2 separate regions of the Mus musculus genome follow, and region 1 is linked to region 2. The links are chromatin contacts, called in public HiChIP or PLAC-seq maps. All regions are on one chromosome and are shown on one strand. Each heading gives the region's core, a stretch centred on a gene start, on an enhancer-like site or on the middle of the called end of the contact. The rest is flanking DNA. Distances are from core to core; before and after follow the strand shown.

Region 1 (4,269 bases), core at 1,513-4,012, 960 kb before region 2:
GACTCATAAGTAATATTATGTAAGTTTTTAAAATGCACAACTAAGTCATCACCTTCAGAGGAGAGCGAGTAGTTTTCACTAGGCCCAGGCTCCTGTCCTCAAGAGTTATAACTGCTACAAGAAGAGAGCTTGCCTTTGAGTCTCACTCTGTTCCAGGTGCACGATATGAGCCCTCCCTGTGTGTAACCACTTGCTTTCCCCTTCTCCATCATGTTGTGATGTCACCAGAGGTCCCGTGTTGGGATGCCAATGTCATGCTGCTTGCACTTTCCAGCCACCAAAGCCATGGGCCAAGTAAACCTCAACTTAGGATGTCATCTTGAGTATTTTGTTGCAGCAACAGAAAAAGAACTCTCTCTCTCTCTCTCTCCTCTCTCTCTCTCTCTTTCTGTATACACACACACACACACACACAGAGAGAGAGAGAGAGAGAGAGAGAGAGAGAGAGAGAGAGAGAGAGAGAACTCGATATATGTATCTATAACGATACATTTTTTCAGAAATCTCTGCCCCTGTGGTCTCTGAGCAGATGAATGTTCTGGAATGGACTCAGTAGGTTGTAGGAAAGCTACTAAGCTATGGAGTGATGGTGACTCAGGGAACAGTGCCTTCTCTCTGGTGGCACTCTGGGAATACGAATCTTCAGATTGTGTCTACCATTATCTGGCCCTCCTGTTAGTATAGAAATAAACAAAAATAAAACAATGTTCTAGAGGTTCATGGCCACTTCCAGAGTGAATCTTGAGCATAATTTGCTAGGGGTGAATTAATATTCAGGACACTCATGACTTGGCTATTGTCCAGAGCCCTAAGAGATGTAATCAGTTTCAGTTCATTCCAAACAATAGATTGTGGCAGGAACCTGGCTGAGCTGCGGGTGACTGTTCCCACACTGTTGATTTAAGTTGTCAAAGGAGTTTGAGGCATACTCAGGCCTGATACCAGTTTGGGTCAGCTGGCTGAGCTGTGACCCATTGCCAGTAACCTCTGCCATTCTGGGCATGGGACGGGAAGGCATGGCCCCTATCCAGCTCACCCCCTGTCTCACTAAACACATTGCTACCTGACTCCAGGGCCCTTCGTGACTTGCTGGGGCAGAGTTCAGCCTCTGCAGAGCCCTCAGGCCCATGCTGGTCATCTGGCCTCATCCCTGCCGGGACTGCTGATGGGCTGTGGCTTGCTGTCAGACTTATTCATTTCTAGCTTGTTTGGGTGATGTAATACTTGATTTGGTAAGAAATATTTGATTGATTGGTTTCATGGCCCATGTCTATATGTTTAGCTCCTGATAGTTTCCTTAGGGAACTCTTTGTCTAGTATGGTTCAGGCTAAGGAAAGGCAGGTTTACATCACATCAGCATTAATCATCTTTGGTTACATTCTGATTAGATCATTCAGTGTAAATACTGACTGGAAGAGTGATCTAAGGCTGAAAGCATGGGGATGAATACAGGGAAAACAGCAGTTTGCTTTAAGGAAGTTTTCTTTTTAGAGTCTGGAGATAAATTATGATTTAATTTGTTTCTGCCATTGGCCTTTGAACGTTAGTAATAGCAAATTTTATCAATTGTACATACACACACTGATGGAAACGTGTTAGGTTTCTGGAACTGTTGTCCGTGCTTTCCTCTCAGGTGATATAAAGTCCTTGTAAAGTACATTTGCTCAGTTTTTGTCTGATGAACAGACAAAAAGATGTCCTTTCTGGGAAGGACCAAGTCCTTCCAGTGGGATTATTAATTTACCTTCTCCCATGAGTCTCGGGAGAACTGAGCAGCAGTGTTTTGATAGGAACAGCCTTTGTGCTTTCTCTGTAAATGAATGTATGTTCAAAAACCAGAATGCCCAAGTCTTGACGCACATAAATCAAATGATTCTCTTTGTCAGTCAACCCTTCTCATCTCATAAACTTTAGTCTCTAAATCTTCTGACTAATTGGCTCCTTATTTGTACATACCTCTATTCTCCAGTAGCAAAAATTCTGTCCTCCAAATAGTATTTGCCCAAAAATATTCCTGATTTGGGTTTTACTTTGCAGTTGGGTTTTCATTTATGGTACGGTGCCCTGTAGGTTTTAAGACAGACTAGACACCATAAACAGGGTGGCACTCGGTGTTTGATACACCATGGACCACACCTGCTCAGCTTCTGTGTGGCATAAATGGGAGCACGTCCACTCTGGGCTCATCACTTCTCAGTCACATGGTGAGATGTTTGTGTAGGGAAGAAAGGTTTGGGAATATTGACATGTGACCTCTTTCTTACTGATTGCTAAGTAATGGTGGCAAAGATAATAGAATAACAAGTTTGGCAGTTATATTTTCATCAAGAAAATAAATACATTTTCCTATATTCGTATTGCTAGTGTAGACTTCACAGTTATGTGATGTAGAATAACTTTGGAAACAAGTCAACTGAACATCCAAACATTTGAAGCAATTTTCTTGTCTAGAATGGACTCTAAAGCAGCCTGAGGGCTGGCATTAGACTGTGCAGCTCTGACAGACTCATTTAGGCATTGAGGCAGTTTCCAGAAAGTCCTGAGCTCAGGATTATCTCGTCAGTATTCAGTTAGGTAGGTAGTTGCTTAGTTGTGAGTGTGGGAAAGGTGTTAATTATGAGAGCATGAATGACTAAAGGGAGACTGTGTCACCAAAAGTGACCTCTCCTCTTTAGAATGCTTCCTTGGGTCTCAGTGGGGCTTTTTCATACAGCAATCACTGCTTAGAAGTTATATAACATAGTATCAGCTCACTCCTTTGCTTAGTCATTCCTCCTGAGGAAACACTTGGATTCTTTCCAACTTGCTAGCAGCTCCTAAGGGTTCTGCGTGAGTTCTTTTTTTGTTTTCTTTTCTTCTTTTTTTTTTTTTTCTCTTTTCCTTGCTTTTGCGGTGGAGGCCATAGCCACAGGTTACAGTGTACAATTAAATAGAAGTATATGTATGCTATTATTATAGCTAATATATAAATGTTGGATGATATAAAACAATCGGGCACATTTGTATCTTACTGTTTTGTGGGTTCACTGTACATCTCTGCATACTTACATCAATTTTAGCCCACGTGGGGCAATTCTTTTGAAGTAGGTTGACAGCTTTCCAGTTAAATGTCAGAAAGAAGCCTAACTGTTAGATTTGAAATAAACTGATTTCTCTTGGTTCAGTGTTAGCCTCACCTTTTGAGTGGCAGGACTTGAGCAAACTCAGAGGTCCCCTGCATTCTACAATGCTCCCTTTAATGACTTGGAGGCTGTTGTTTGAGTTTCCCAGGATTGTGTGGGTTATTGTTATATCTTTGCTTTTATGGTATAGTTGTGGTCTTATCACAGTTTGTTCCATGCTGAGTCACAGACAGGAGAGCAGCAGTCCATGTTTTTATTATTCCTGTGAGGAAAGGCAGACTTTCATGATGCATTTTCCAGGAATTCATTGTGGAGAAAAACTGAGACAGCCGGTGTATAAAACCAGACACATACGCAGTCTTAAGGAAGATGTTATCAGAGAAAATTGTTTCCTTTCCAGACACTCGGGGTTGTTTGGGTATCTTTATCTGTGATTGGACATGACCTCATGAATTATGTTGTCCATTTACGATAGCTACTAATACTGGTGGTGCTCAGAACCTTCTTGGCATGCCTCAGCTCTCTCCCCTCCTTTCCTGCTCATCCTTTTCCTGACCCCCTCACCCTCTGGCCTTCCAGCTTCCATGCAGCCTGGCTGCTTACTTAGTAGGGTACTTACTTAGTGGTCCAGCTGTCCTCCAATGGCCCCTGTGCCATCAGCATTTGCTCTATGGCTGAAACTGGCTGAAGAAGTTGAACACTTTGATGCCCCTAGAGCTGTCTTTCTGGTTCCCAAGTCTTTCCTTTTGATGGTATTCCTCCATGTTCACATTAGCCACGCTGAAGCTTTTCTATGCAGTTTATGGATAATTCTGCAAGAACCAAAGCAACACCTCAGCCATAGGCTGGGACTTGCCACAAAGGGCCACTTCATCCACCCGCTGCCCACAGGTGCCACTTAGACATTAGCCTCTCATCATCCTTCACACCCCAAGTGTGGCCTGGGGCACACTCAAGAAGCTCTTGATGGGCACAGGGGAGAGGTGTGATAATGACTGATCTGAAAACTCTTGTGTCCTTGTTCGTGAAAGTAGCATCTATAAGGGAGGACCTGTGTGGAGCTGGTGAGGGCTTTGGCCTACACGCCTGATGTAGAACCTGCTCCGTACACACGAGGTACGAGGCAGAAATGGAGAGGGAGAAATA
Region 2 (4,619 bases), core at 1,690-4,189:
ACACAGCTTGAAATCTACAGGTCCTAAAATCTCAAACTTTTAAGGTTGGCACAGTGATCCGCCCCCTTTTATGATTTCATATACTGGAAAATCTGAAAAATGGCACTCTGAACCATTCCTACACCCAAGCCCTTTCTAACTGAGATAGTCACTTTGTAGTCACCCTTATTAGAGATCATGAATGAGAAGCAATAGCTAACGATTTCTAGGTCCAGAATGGCCAGAACAAACTTAATTTATCTCTGAACAGTCAGTCTGTGCTGTTTGTGGAAACCCACCATTTGTTTCTAGAGCATCTGTGCATCCTATGACTAAGTTATTCTGTGACTACTGCTGTCCATATAGCCATAGGTGAATCCTTTTCTTAGCCTCCTACTGGGAAGTATCCAATGTGGAGAGTCACAAATTTTCACTGAGCACTTTCCATCCACAGTCTCATTTGATGTCTCTTAATGACCCGGGGCAGGTACCCCACCCATTTCAAACCAGAGATCCCAGGTTCTTGGTGCTGGAGTAAGTCTCCTGAAACTACTTGAGTAGGAGGCAGCAGAAGGCTCTGCTCATTCTCATGTGTTCATTCTTTCATTCCCTACTTTTTGGTACATCCCCACAGACTGCTCCAGCAGGCTAGTCCCCAAGTTGAGGAAAAGGTAGACAAGGCACCATCTTATTCCAGCTAGATAGGAGTCAGAGGATAGAACATGAAGTTCTGTCTTGGGTGATATATAATTTCTTTTTCCATTGTTGATAAAAGGCATGTTAAAGGAAGAGACTTTCTTATTCATAATTAGAGGAATATGCAATATGGTGGGTGGGAATGGCAAGTCTGTGGAGCATCCTGGTCTGTAGCAATGACAAGTATTCTTTTGGCTTCCTCTTTTCCCCCCCATTTTATTTGATCTGGGGCCCTACCTAATGGCACAGTGCTGACCACATCAGGATAGGTCCTCTTCTGTTCAGCATCTGGAAACAATCTCCCAGACATACCCAGAGAGTGCTGGATACTCTTGAAGGACAAGGGAGCTGTAAAAAATTTCAGAGACAGGCTTCCTGAAAAGGAACAATGTCTTAGCTGAAATATTAAGGAATGGTTACATGCTATGTGTAGGAAACTGTAAGTAAAGAGACCAGGTGAGAGAAAGAATAAACTTACTTGGAGTTTAAACTCCAAGTTTTCCATCTGGTGTAGTCAACCATGGTCTGAAAATATTGTTGTTGTGCAGTGAGGAATTAAGATCCTTTGAGATGGGAGGAGGGGGGAACTGAAGCAAAGAAAAGGAGGGGGACAGGCATTCCTAAAAGTAATATTCTGAAATAAAATGTATTTGTTCTAATTTATCCATTATTGTTAATCTCTTACTATGCTAACTCAAAGTTAAATGTTGTCATAGGAATGTACATATAGGAACAGCTTGGTGTGTGCACAGAGTGTGTGTACTTATAGGAAAAGCATAGTGTATATACCGAATGGGTGTGTACAGATAGGAAAATCATAGTGTGTATACAGAGGGGTGTGTACAGATAGGAATAGCATGATGTGTGCACAGAGTAGAAGTGTACATACAGGAAAAGAATGGTATGTGCATAGAGTGGGTATGTCTAAATAGGAACAGAATGATGTTTGCACACAGTGGGTGTATACATATAGGAGCAGGATGGTGTGTGCACACAGTGGGTATATACATTTAGGAGGAGCATGGTGTGTGCACACAGTGGGCAAGCACATATAGGAAAAGCATGACTGCACAGGGTGCAATATTGTGCATGGTTCACTATCACCTGGAATATTTGTGCTTATCTCATGCTGATAAGGGGTTCTGTAGCAACCAAAATTCATTGAATTTGCCTGGATGTGCAGTGCCACTGTGAACTGCAGTGGCTGAAGCTACAGAGGAGTAGCTGGTGCAGTAAATCAGACTCTGGGGTGGGCATATCCTAGGGCACCACGAGGAGCTGTCTGAAAGGCAGAGGGTGGCCTCCGGGTGCCAGTCAGGTGTGGTGAGACACATTCCATTGGTGCATTGGAAAGGACAGGCTGATCACAGCAGGGCCTGTCACAGTCTGCTGAAGCAGGACCTGTAACCCAAGTAGCAGGAGGAACTTTTATTCAGCCTGTGGAGTGATGCTGTGAAGGAATTGAAACCCTTCAAGAGCAGAGCTAAAAACAGTGGGGGGAGAGGAAGTGTAATTTGCTGTCTTCCAGTTTCCTTCAGATCCCGCCTGCTGCTGACCTGTTAACCATCTCAGAGCCTGGGCCCCACATAGACTGGGCATCCCCACAAATCAAGGCAAGCTTTGATTTCATTAAAATTGTATGCCCTTTTCCCTTCTGCTAATCCAACTCTTGGGCCTTAAAAACAAGCTGCTTTTTTTTCTTTAAGTTTTGAATAATTCTAGTGTTTACACAACCAAAATTTAGTATAAAATTTTAAATTCCTGAAACACAAAATGTAGCTCAGGATCCTTTCCTAGTGGCCTGAGAGTACAAATCAAACACACACTCAAAGGTAAGGCAAAGAAGCTTCCAGAAAGCGGAAATACTTCTGTCAAGTAGGCACCTAGTATCAAAGTGGGTCAAAATAGCTCAATGTGTGGACGGGCATAGCTGAATCTTTGCTTACACACTTTCCCCTAGCCCTTTCTACATAACACTTTCAAGAAACTCCTCTGAGAGATCATGCCATCTTCCAGCAAAAGGTGGTGAGTGGACTTCAGTAGGCACTGATGGGAAAGAATCCAGTGCTAAGGGTGTGGGTAGACCTCATGCAGACCCAGGTCCGCCCAGTCACTCGATAACCCTGAACTTGGCTGCCTCACTCTTTGCTGAGGTCCCTCAGGTGGCCTCATTGTTTTTATTACCATGGTAGAAAGAGTATGTGAAGCCTTGCCTGGCTGGCAGTCTCGTTGCCATGGAAACCTCCATTCCACACACCTGATTCACACATCACGCTCCGCTAAATCCAGACAGAGGTCACAGACTGGCATTTGCCCTTTGTCTCCCCTTCTTGTGTTTTCCAGGCACTGAATGGATAGAAAGAGATGGGCAGTCAGCAGCCTTGCAAGAAAGCTTTGCTGTGAAGAAGTTTGTGAATTCCAGAAAAAAAAAAAAAAAAAAGACTGGTAGCTGTGAAGGGCAAAACGGGGGGGGGGGGGGGGGGAGGGGCGGGGGGGTTTGCTGGGGAAGACTGTGTACATCGAAGCTTCTCCTTGCAGGCAGCCTCTGTCCTGGGTTGCATCTGAAAGTGATTTTCTGGGTTCCCGGGTGAGCGTGGAAATGAGTCTAGCAGATTCCGGAGCTTTGGCTCCTTGGGGGGTTTTCTGTCCCATTTCACTGAGTTGCCTGATAACCTCAGCGCCAGGGTGTGTGCGTCAGGATTGCAATGTGGGCTGAGGCGCACATTAGCCACAGCTGTCTATTAAGAACCAAACGATCTGATGATCCGTCTCAGAGCCTGGTTTTTCTTTGTGTCATCTATAATATTTTAGAAGGCAGACGCCATCTGTAGGATGTTCTTTTTCAGGAAAGTTACTGTGTTTGAAGAAGGCTTCCAGTTTTCCTGGGATGGTGATTATTAGTTTTTGCTTGTGTTACTCATTTGATAGATTTAGAGAAAAAGAGATGATAAAAAAATCAGATCATGAGCCTTTCTCTGTGAGAATTTCTTCTTTGTGCTTTGATTCGTAATCTTTTGATTCTTATTTGTTTAGGTAGCACAGGGCATTGAACATACTAGGCAAATGTTCAATTACTCAACCATATCCCCAGTCCTTGATTTTTTTGTTCCTAAGGTTAGATTTTAAAGACAACTTTAAAGAGAATCAAAAAGGGCATTCACAGGACATGACATCAGTCGCCACACACTGGGGTTCAGGTATCATGTGTGATTTATGGGGTATCTCAGCAGAGTCATAGCAGGGGTCTCTGCGTGTGTTCATCTCTGCTGACTTACTTCCCTTTCCTCTCATTGATTAATGCCCCTCCATTTTGGTCAGCCTCTGTTGACAAAGTACCCTCTAGCTTCAGCAGTACGCCGGACCTGGGTTTCAAATATCACTTCCCTATATCCTTGAGCACACTACTTTTATTTTATTAAATTTGGTTTATTAGTGTGTGTAGGAAAATATTGCTGTGACAGTAATCATAAACTTTAGTGTCAGTGTAGTGCTGCTCTGTATCCAGGATGAATCCTGTTATGCTAGATTATTCCAGAAACAGCATTTGCCTGAAGGAATACTCTCACCATCCAAATAATTGCCATTTTCCTGATTTTGCTTATGTGGGGATATGTGCAGCTTAGTAGGTGGATGGTGGGCTGAGAGAAGAAATATTCAAAAGTAGAGTGCATATATACTTTCTCTTGTCTCTGTATATCCACTGGGTCCGTTTTAGGAATCTCATTGTAGGTTCATGATGCATAATAAGGTTTCTCTTCTCAGAAGACGAATTGTCACTCCTGATGCTAGCAGGTGTGGCTCTCCATCCCATTCTCCAAAGTTGTGGAAGAACGTGGACGGATTCTGATCCCGACCATCTTAGTCCTACTTTGCCTTCTGGCGTCCTTCTCCTTCCTCTTTTTTTCCTCTGTATTTCCACCTCCCTTCCTTCCCTTGAAGTCTTT

What was found. HiChIP or PLAC-seq counts read pairs in DNA pulled down with a chosen protein or histone mark.
Region 1: a contact with region 2 is called in a FOXA1 HiChIP or PLAC-seq map of pancreatic cancer cells. The contact joins two enhancer-like sites. A contact is called at or near these places in 1 of 115 datasets of contacts at active chromatin or transcription factors (pancreatic cancer cells) and 1 of 9 other capture datasets (embryonic stem cells).

The regions. Positions count from the first base shown.
Region 1 is chr13:29,502,119-29,506,387 of GRCm38.p6, reverse strand. All of the region lies in intron 11 of Cdkal1 (CDK5 regulatory subunit associated protein 1-like 1), which reads left to right. Among named protein-coding and RNA genes, the nearest start is that of Cdkal1, 350 kb to the left of the region's middle. Within about 2 kb of position 2,762, at least 102 of the 459 cell types and tissues checked have an H3K27ac peak or open chromatin away from gene starts, as enhancers often do. A contact at or near this core is called in pancreatic cancer cells, where this site is marked.
Region 2 is chr13:28,542,926-28,547,544 of GRCm38.p6, reverse strand. The region is part of intron 7 of 2610307P16Rik (RIKEN cDNA 2610307P16 gene); the gene reads left to right. Among named protein-coding and RNA genes, the nearest start is that of Gm40841, 120 kb to the right of the region's middle. Within about 2 kb of position 2,939, at least 77 of the 459 cell types and tissues checked have an H3K27ac peak or open chromatin away from gene starts, as enhancers often do. A contact at or near this core is called in pancreatic cancer cells, where this site is marked.